Linked DNA regions of Capsicum annuum: region 1 is linked to region 2. Evidence: chromatin contacts called from public Hi-C data. All regions are on one chromosome and are shown on one strand. Each heading gives the region's core, a stretch centred on a gene start, on an enhancer-like site or on the middle of the called end of the contact. The rest is flanking DNA. Distances are from core to core; before and after follow the strand shown. Region 1 overlaps LOC107870865 (serine/threonine-protein kinase STY13). Region 2 overlaps LOC107870866 (YTH domain-containing protein ECT1).

What was found. A called contact is a pair of places that touch in the nucleus more often than the background predicts.
Region 1: a contact with region 2 is called in a Hi-C map of leaf, with 3 times the contacts expected there. The contact joins two enhancer-like sites. A contact is called at or near these places in 5 of 5 Hi-C or Micro-C datasets (bud, leaf, pericarp and 1 more).

What each region holds. Positions count from the first base shown.
Region 1 is chr5:118,026,982-118,031,806 of UCD10Xv1.1, forward strand. LOC107870865 (serine/threonine-protein kinase STY13) reads right to left here. Exons shown (of 4, transcript XM_016717548.2): 4 at 3,404-4,076. Among protein-coding and RNA genes, the nearest start is that of LOC107870865, 24 kb to the right of the region's middle. Within about 2 kb of position 3,085, at least 3 of the 5 cell types and tissues checked have an H3K27ac peak or open chromatin away from gene starts, as enhancers often do. A contact at or near this core is called in leaf, where this site is marked.
Region 2 is chr5:117,775,405-117,780,469 of UCD10Xv1.1, forward strand. It overlaps LOC107870866 (YTH domain-containing protein ECT1), which reads left to right. Exons shown (of 8, transcript XM_016717550.2): 8 at 1-520. Among protein-coding and RNA genes, the nearest start is that of LOC107870866, 31 kb to the left of the region's middle. Within about 2 kb of position 1,782, at least 4 of the 5 cell types and tissues checked have an H3K27ac peak or open chromatin away from gene starts, as enhancers often do. A contact at or near this core is called in leaf, where this site is marked.

The sequences.
Region 1 (4,825 bases), core at 1,835-4,334, 250 kb after region 2:
AAGATAAATACTTCCTGATCTGAGTTATATTTAAAGTTTTCAATTGCTACTAACTCACAAATTTTTCAGTGAAAACATGGGAAAAATGTTCTTTGTTTCTTTTGTTAGTGATGTTGCAAGTTCACCCGCCAAAAAATAGTTTGATTCTCATCTTCTCTAAAACTTTCGGCCTCAATAACATCTAAAGTTAGCATGTAGCGGCATAGAACTTGGACATGTGTTTTTATCCAGCTACAAATCACAAGAATAAACAATCAACAATATCCTCAAAGCATCATTTGAAAAGTGTCACCCAAGTTCTAGTATCAAATCTCAGCTTCAAGATGAAGGCACTTACCAAAAAGCAAGATGAGATCTGAAATTCAAGACTCAAGTGAAGATTCAAGAGAAGCTACATAGATAGGATCTTGTACTTGTATTTTTCTTTCAACTTTTAGTTTTACTTTATGTAACAATAGGATGGACCTCAACAGGATCTCGCTCGACTCTTCAGCTTGGTATATTCCATTCCTACCTTTAGTCTTTTGAACTACACATGACCTGATTTCCTTATATCCCGGGATATGTTGGTTGTCCAAATTCAGAACTCGATCGCATTTCTTTTCCTTTTATATAACGGTCGGATCAAAACTTGTCTTATTATCTACTTCTTTATCTGAAAATAATTTTTGTTCACAAACAAAAAGGAACAACGATATTTAAAAAATATTTACCATCAATAGAAACTGTACTATAGATTAAAAGTGAATTATGTATGCAATATAAATGTATTATAAGTGTATTAAAATGTGTTGTACTTATTTTGATAAAAAAAATACATTATGCATTAAAAATGAATTATGCATGCAATAGAAATGTATTTACAATGTACTAAAAGTGAATTATGCATGCAATATAGTGTATTATAAGTGTCTTCAATGTTTTATGCTTGTCTTGGTAAAAAATTTAGAGAAAATGCATTGTTTCCACCCTAAACTATACACGAAATTGCTGAGACACATCCAAACTTTAGGAGGGTTCTATTATCCCCTGGACTAATTAAAACTGTATTTTTTACAACCTTAGTGCCTACATGGCACATACGTGTGCCTACGAGGACCTTTAGTGTGTTGATTAACTGATGTACCATGTATGTGCCACACAGGCACTAAGGTTGTCAAAAATACGGTTTTAATTAGTCCAGGGGGTAATAGGACCCTCCTAAAGTTTGGGTGTGTCTCAGCAATTTCGTGTATAGTTCAAGGTAAAAACGGAGCATTTTTCCAAAAAATTACACTATGTATTAAAAGTGAATTATGCATGTACTAAAATTATATAGCTATAAATGATAAATATTTTCTAAATATGGTTTAATTAGGTAAGTTTCCCTATTATAATAGGAATCCATGTTAAAAGCTTCAAAAGACTCAATGTATATATCTTCATCATAATATCAGATGATAAAGAACATTAAAGATTCTAGTTCTTCTAGTTGAGCTCGGTCCCAGATCAATAGTTGGGTCGGGTTTCGAGATAATGATGGTCCTAAGTCGAGAGTCGAAGACGGGTCTCATGTCAGAGATTAGGATTCAATCTCGAATTGAGAATCTTTATCGAGGTTAAGTTTTGAGTCGGTAGTCGGGGTTAGGTCTCGAGTCGAGAGTCGGGGTTGGGTCTTGGGTTGGAGTTGGGATTGGTGTTGGGGTTGGGGTTGGGTCTTAGGTCAGGTCGAGAGTCGGGGTCAAATCCTGAATCGGCTGTCAGAGTCGGGTCCCAATCAAGAGTGTAGAGTCGAATTTGGAGTTGTCTCTCAGGTCGAGAGTTGAGGATGATTTCTGGGTCAGGTGTTGGGGTCGGGTCTTAGGTCGGGTGTCATCAAAATTGGCTCTTAACTCGAGAATGAGCCCTAGGTCGAGTGTTGAAGTAGGGTCTCGGGTCTGGAGTTCGGGTCGACTCTCAAGTTAGCAATCGGGGTGGGCGCTCGAGTCAAGAGTTGGGGCCAAGTCTCAAGTTGGGAGTCAGGTTCAGGTCTCGGGTGGGGTGTCAGGGTTAAGATTCAGGGTGAGGTTTCAAGTCTGATCTCAGATCCAGTGTTGGGGTCAAATCGCAGGTCTAGTGTTGGGGTCGAGTTTTAGGTCTAGAGTACATCGGGTTTCAAGTAGGAAGTTGGGGTTCGATCCCGAGTCGGAAGTCGGGGTCAACTCTCAAGTTTGATATCGAGGTTAGGTGTGGGGGTCGGGTCCTAAGTTGGGAATCGATGTTGGGAGTCAGGAGTCGTGGTTAGGTCTTGGGTGGGATGTTAGGGTTAAGACTTGAGATAGTTCTCGGGTCAAGAGTTGAAGTCAGGTCCCCATTGTGTCCTAGGTCTAGTGTCAGGGTCGAGTCTTGAATCAGGTGTCGAGGTTTTGTCCCTAATCGAGTGTCAAAGGTCAGGGTTGTGTCTCGAATCGATAGTCGAGGTAGGTTTCCAAGTCAAAAATTGAGGTTGGAATCAGAGTGAGGACTCAAGGCCGGATCGTAAGTCGATTGTTACTTGTTAGGGTCGTGTCCTTGATCCTGTGTAAGGACTTGGGGTCTCCGATCATGGTTGCGTTTGGTGTCATTAGTATTTGTTTGTATGCTCTTAAAACAATATTATCTTCTTACTAACCAAACACAACTGCATATTTTCCAAGAAAATATAAGAAAATATTTTCTAGGAAAACATTTTCCTTCATACTAAACACATCTTGAGAAACATGCCTCTTTTTTATTTTATGGATGCGCCCTTTTAACCCATTAAACTACCCACATTTTAAATAAGTAATATGAGTTTTATTCATAATTTGACTCATTTTATAATGATCAAGTATGCAACCATTTAAGATGGGTCAAATTGAAAAATTGAATGGATACCCATAAAAATTACCCATTTTGTCAGCCCTAGGTGTGACTAACGTGGAGATTTTACCAGTCTAGCCAACAAATTTCAAATCTTGATCTCTTCTTTGTCCCTTCGGGGACATCCGACAAAAAAAAAACTCTTCTTTTGAAAGTACTGGATACCTCCTTTTCCTGCCTTACCAGGTGAGCATCAATGAAGCCATCGAATGTTGGACCACTTGGATAGTTGAAGGAACTTATGATCTCCTGTAATTAATCCCCAACTCACTCTCATAGACCAACTACCATATTGTCATCAAATAAATAGAATTTGGCTATGTCCCATCTCCAACCAAAGTGTCATTCTTGCTCCCCAATAATCAGGAAATTGCAGTCCTCGGAACCTGTCATACATCAATGCCACTTTGACTAATATATTGCGGTCATAGGAATTGATTTCAATACGCCCTCAATCTTTCAAGCAAAATGTTACTCTTGCTAGCATATTTCTGCAATGCAAGATCAAGCATTGGGGGCTAACACAAAGATGAGGGTCTGGGCATGAATCAGAAAGGTCTTCTGGACATTATAGCTCAAACTTGTAACAATTCCATAAAAGGACAGGTATAAATACACATCAACCCTCTCTATTACTATTTACTACTAATCAGCATCTTCAATCCAAAGAACCCCAGCCCCCCCCCCCCCCCCCCCCCCCCAAAAAAAAAAGATACAACAAAGTAACAATAACCCTTTTAACTTACTCCCTTTGCTATCTGAACAGAGAAATTATGTTTGATAGAGATGCACAGAGGAGGTTATAAAATCAGCTGTTTTTTGGCCTTCCCAATTTAATTACCAATGTTTTTACTGGTTCTAGTTTCCTCTTCCCACATTAGTCAGAAGTCATTGGTTGACTTATGCAGCACCTAAAACGGGCCTTTCTGACAGTTGTCATGATCTCTGTTTCCGCGACCTCAAGCATTCTGACCACCTGAGAGAATGGTGGCCGATTATCAGGGTTAGCATCCCAGCAGCGGTTCATGATCTCACTTAGAACAGGCAAACAATCATTGGGGATTGCTGGACGAACACCTTTGTTGACTACAGCAAAAGCTGCCTGCACTGCGGTCATTTTCTGGAACGGAAGCATACCTGTTAACAGTTCCCACAGAACGATGCCAAAACTATAAACATCAACTTTGTGGGTGTAAGGCCGATGCTGGATCATTTCCCTGCAAATCAGAGCAAATGAAATCAAAAATCTAGAATAAAATCTACACGTCAAACAACTTTGGATGTTTCCTTTTAGGCAAAAGAAAAGAATCACGACATATTGCAAAAATTATCTATATGAGGCAGAATTGCTCCAATGCATAATGAGTTCCTCAGGAAGAAACTAGCTAGAGAAGAGATTTCCTTTTTCAGATGAACAGAAATCAAAACTTGTAATACTAGAACTAGATTTAACTTATTCAGAGCGCCTACACATGCTGAGCAACAACTTTATCTGAGGTGAAAACAACTATTTTTAGGCAAGACCATTATTACATTAGTCAGGAGGCATAATCTTCATATTTTACTTCAACAAGTCATCCATTTTGCATTCTTTAGATACATCTACCATCACAGTGATGCACCCATCCCCACCACAATCACAAACCTAATTATCTCCAGAGCTACCTCATACATCTATTCTAATCTCAAGATTCCCAGTCTCACTATTTCTTGCAGTGACAATCATGATGTTTTCCAGAGTAAATTTCTAAAAGAAATGTCCTATTAGGAAAAGAAAAAGAGAGTACTCCAGTTTTCATTTTTTCCAACCAAAATAAAGCTTATACATAAATCTGGGAATGGGTGGACGCTGGAATCTTAAGGTACTGCTTTTATTGGGAGAAGGAAAGACGCACTCTTTTACAACAATTGCTGGAAGCACTGAGGAGAAGCATCTAAATCCTGACGCATAAGATTTGTTAGAATA
Region 2 (5,065 bases), core at 532-3,031:
TTGGGCTAGGAGAGAGAGCAGCCAGTAGTGTTAGTGCTAACTGTCTTCCTGTTATTTTCTTCGTTGTTTCTTTAAAGTAGGTGATGGCAGGCAATACAAGAAGCCATCCGACATTTGGAAATTTGTCGATGTCTCCAGGCTGATGCCTTATTGTATTCCAGCTTTTCTTAGTTTCGGGCGGTACCTAGGGCTGCTTTGTTATTGCTGTAGAATTGCCAAAATGGGTGATAATTGGGAGAAGGCTGCAACGTGTTCACAGAAATCAAACAACTTTTATATTGAGCCTGTAGTTCATGATCAACCCAAATAATCTCTGGCTTGGATTGTCAGATTGTTTGTTTTATGGAGTCATAGATATCAATGTTTCCCCTGCTGCATTATCCCAGCAAAATTCTTTACTCACACCTTTGTGTACGGTAGCTTCTTTTCATGTCTGTCTTCATCGAAGTTTTGTACGATACAAATGAGTTTCACTTAATTACATTACCCTTAGAGAATACGTTTTCCTTTTCTGGCTCAACATTATCATTGTCTACATGATTTCATCTCAATTGTTATAATGGGTCTTCACATATTGCTGACAGGGTGTGCTTTTTCATTTCCAGTGATAAGTCTTCTGAATTAAATGATATTAATGAAGGTTCTTTCAGGTGTTTCTTGTTCAAGGAGTTCAGTAGTCATTAGTAAAAATTAAGATTGACGAAGTCATTTTAAGATGAGCATGCAGTGCTGTGAGATAAGCTTCCAAAGGTGCTGGGGACATTTACAGAAGAGGGGGCAGGATCAAGGATGAAAATTTGACTGAGTATATCAGAACTTCAACTCTTATGGGAAGGTTTCTTCGAGTAGAAACACTGAGTGGCCTAAGAAAGTCTGCTATTATCATCCCCGAGATGAATTACAATGCAGGGTGGAGTGATCTAGCTGACAAAATTATCAGATCTTTGGGTGATCCAGTTAACTCAGTTCTCTGGAAGTTTGTCACTCCAGGGAAATCTTTCATTGCTGCTGAAAATATTAAGAAATGGCCTAATATGAACTCTTATCTCATTCTAAATTGGAGAATCTAGAGGGTGTTGCTTAGTTGGAGCCTTCAATGATCCCTTCAGCTAGAGTCCAAATCCAATAGTTATCCATCAATGGTTCTTGGAAAGTGGAAGAAGATGGCAGCTTTGAGCGTTTTACAGCTCAAACACCACAACTAGATGATATTTGAATTTCCTTCAAGGCAAAAACGGAGAGGATAATAATTGAGGAATGTTTTGGAACGGGAAAAGATAATGACTTGACTGGTAAGTCTTTAGAATCGGGCAGATATCTCTAAAGAAGAATTAGCAGCAAATTAGAGGTGGATTGGGGCATCCCGCTTTATGTATGGTTGGAAAAACTCTGAAATTTATTGGGGATCGTTGTGGTGGTTATATCAGTGCAGATTCAAACACGAAGAAGAGAAGTCATATTCTCTGGGTCAGATTTGTATCCAGCAGTTGCACATGAACCTTTGCACTAAATTGATTTGAGAGTCCTCATCATGATTTTTGAAATTTCCGTTATCGTCACGCCTTCTCCAAAATCTCAGTCGCTGGTGTTTTAACTGATGTCCAAACAAGTATGTGTTTCAAAGACTGAGGAGCCTATTAATTCAAATTTCAAATTTATTGAGGACCTTAGGGTTGAGTCCCAAAAATCCGAAGGCAACTTTGGGCCAACTTAAGGCAAAGACCAGTTGCTGCAAAAGACTACTTGAGACCGTCTTTATTACTCAAGGAGGGTAAAGGGGAACTTGCATCTTAATAATAATATGTTAAAGGAGTGGAAGGCTATTAGGCCGGCCTAACCTATAGATGTAGAAACGCAAAAGCTTTCTCAAGGAGGTTGGAATGCTAAATTGTCTCAAAAGCCATTATTGGCTTTCAAAACACAAGCAGATTCTCTAGACCTGTGCGAGGGAGACGCAGATGAAGCATGCATGCGACCTTCATCTGCTCTCTTTTTCCCCTCTCAACTCTGATTTCTCTATTGGGTGTTCTGAAGACTCAGGTTTCTCTTCCCAAGGGAGACGCAGATGAAGCATGCATGCGACCTTCATCTGCTCTCTTTTTCCCCTCTCAACTTTGATTTCTCTATTGGGTGTTCTCAAGACTCGGGTTCCTCTTCCCAACTAGTAGCGACACTTTGCCACAACCCTAGTACGGTAATTGTTTGCAAGATCAACAGGTTGTTTCAAGCTCGATAGTTAACAAAACCTTTCATTGGACCAAGATAGTGATGACTAAAGTTTGTAGACCTTGGGGTCATTTCATCAGGGTTTAAGCATGAAATCTTTGACATGATACTACACATGGAACAAAAGGAAGCTGTATTTGCAGCAATCAAAGGGGAAAGGACAATAGAAGAAAAGATTAACGAAAAGGGCGAGATTGTGGCCAAGAAGCTACAGTGCCCAATTAATTATTAGAATGGAGAAGGGTTAAGCAGGGGCAGGTTCCACAAAGCTTTCTCTGAAGGAAAGCAAGAATTATCAGCTGGAAAATAAGGGAATTGAATGACATAAGAAACAGAAGCACCATTAAGCTATTTATTCAAAAATGGAAGCCTGATTTCTTGTGTTACATGAAACGAAAACAGAGTATTGTTCTGTGGCAATAGCAAGGCATATTTGGGGATCAAGGTAGGTCGAATGGGGAATTGAAAGCAAGTGGTACTAGGGGTGGCATTATTATTGTGTGGACAAACAACAAAGGAAATGCTTAGACTCTTACCAGGGGTAGCATACATGTGGGAGTGCTTGCAGGTGAATCTAAGATTCTGTTTTTCTGGAGTGTATGGGCCTCACTCAAGTTTGGAAAGGCTAGACCTATGGGATGAGTTGGCTGTGCTGCATTTGGGATGGAAATTGGATCATAGGTGGTGATTTAATGTGTAGATTTGAACCTGAGAGGTACAACTGTATTAGGAGATCAAAGGCTATGAAGGACTTCTCTGATTTTATTCAAGATCAAAGGCTATGGACTTTTCTGATTTTATTCAAGACATGCGTCTTATTGATCTCCCTTTACATGGTCAATGGATGCTACATGCGCTTATGCAACTCAGAATCTGTTAATTATAGGTTTCTTCATTGCACATTTGCAACAGACCTATGGAACATGCTCTTCTCATTTTTCGGACGGACTTGGGCCATGCTAGGCTCGCTGAGAGAGACTTCTATGTGTTGTTCTTGGAAAGTTGGGAAGTCCATCAAGAAGGTCTAGTTTTTGGTTCAAGCCTGTTGCGGTCTAGTTTTTGGTTCAAGCCTGTTGCTTATTAACAAAGAGATGTTTTGATGGCATCCAAACTCTCATCCCTATCCTTGAGGTATGTTTTGATGGCATCCAAACTCTCATCCCTATCCTTGAAGCATGATGTTTATCACTCTTTTTGATTGGACTAATCTCTCTCCTGTACTTGGTGTCAATTCTCTCCTGGAATTTATCCACTGATATTTATGGGAGCTGATATTTTTTCTTGTAATTTGTGCATGTACTTGATGCTTTGTTAATGGTATCCTTCTTGTTCCATCAAAAAGGGAAAATGCTAACCTTGAATATCCAAATGTTTCGACTCTGGTAAGAAAATGCACAGATCTAAAAACCATGTTGAAGGATCCGTAACTAATCAGTACTTATGCCACTAGCATACGATTGCTGGAGATTGAATGGGTCTCGGAACTGAGCTGCCTACGTGTGCTGCTTTGCTAGTATAGTACACTAGGGGGAACTTGAAGACCCTAAGAATCTCCTATCACATTATGGACAATGAAATTTTATTAAATTGGAATTCGTACAAAATTTAGATTATGTTAAATTCAAAATATATTAATCCCCAAATAGATATTGTGGGTTAATATAATTGGATTAATTATTTAGGTCTAAACATGTGTGAATTTAAATAAAGTTCAATATTTATTGGGCTAGTCCATTAATTTGGATTAGAAATAATGAGCCCACTTTGCTAAGCTCAAGATATTCTAGAGGCCCAAAAAAGTGCCACATGTCAAATGACATGGCATGTCAAGTCAAGAGAAGGATCCAATAAGACCATGTCACATGTTAAAATGATGCAGCAGACCCAATGAAATCAAAACCCATAAAAGGCGTCACGTTACTTGAATTTGATTGGACAAAGAAAGTCCATCTTTATCATGACTCTTCCTATTCCACAACTATAAATAGGGGTCTCATAATTCAGAAAAAGACCCTAGAACTCTAACAAGAAGCAAGAGAAAGCTCGTGGATCAAACGCCGCAATTTCTCTACAAAGCGCAAGCATTCAAATCAAGTTCATCAAAATTCGAGATCAAGACCGCAATATTCAAGAACAAGCTCAAAAGCCCTTGAATTCAAGCATAATTCAAGATCAAGTCCCTCAAATCAACAAATCAAGTTCAAATTCAAGATCAAACTTTAAGCCTTTGAATTTATATTTGAAAAGACGAATCAGAGGATTCATAGAGATTGTAACACTCACATATTGAAATCAATAAATGGATTGTTGCAATATTTTTCTTATCTCGATTTATTTGTTTTTCTAACTCAAAATTTTACTGTCCAATAAATTCTGGCATGCCCAGTGGGACAATCTCTGCCTCTCATCTCAACTTTTCCAACTTCAAAGTTCAACAACACTGAAATGACTTCCAAAAAAGTCGACTCTAAATCAACTGCTTTCAAAGTTGCTGATTCAAAGTTCTTTGCTGAAGTAGAAAGCATCATTGGTGTTACTTTTGGAAGTTTGGGAGCTATTACCAGGAGCAAGGCAGGCTTGCTAGGACAACAAACACATCCATTGTCGTCCGCGCCAACTCCAATTTTTGAATCTTCAACCCCAAAAAGAACGAAGTCCAATGCAAGTGCTTCAGAAGGAGAAAACAATGTGACGGAATCGCTTAAGAGGACTTTAGCTCTACTTGAGCATTCTGATTCCAAATACTCTGATACAAAGAGCGATGATCGTTCAACAAATGCGTCATCTCCACTTACATCGCATAAGCTAAGTACTTCGAAGATCAACTTATGTGACAATT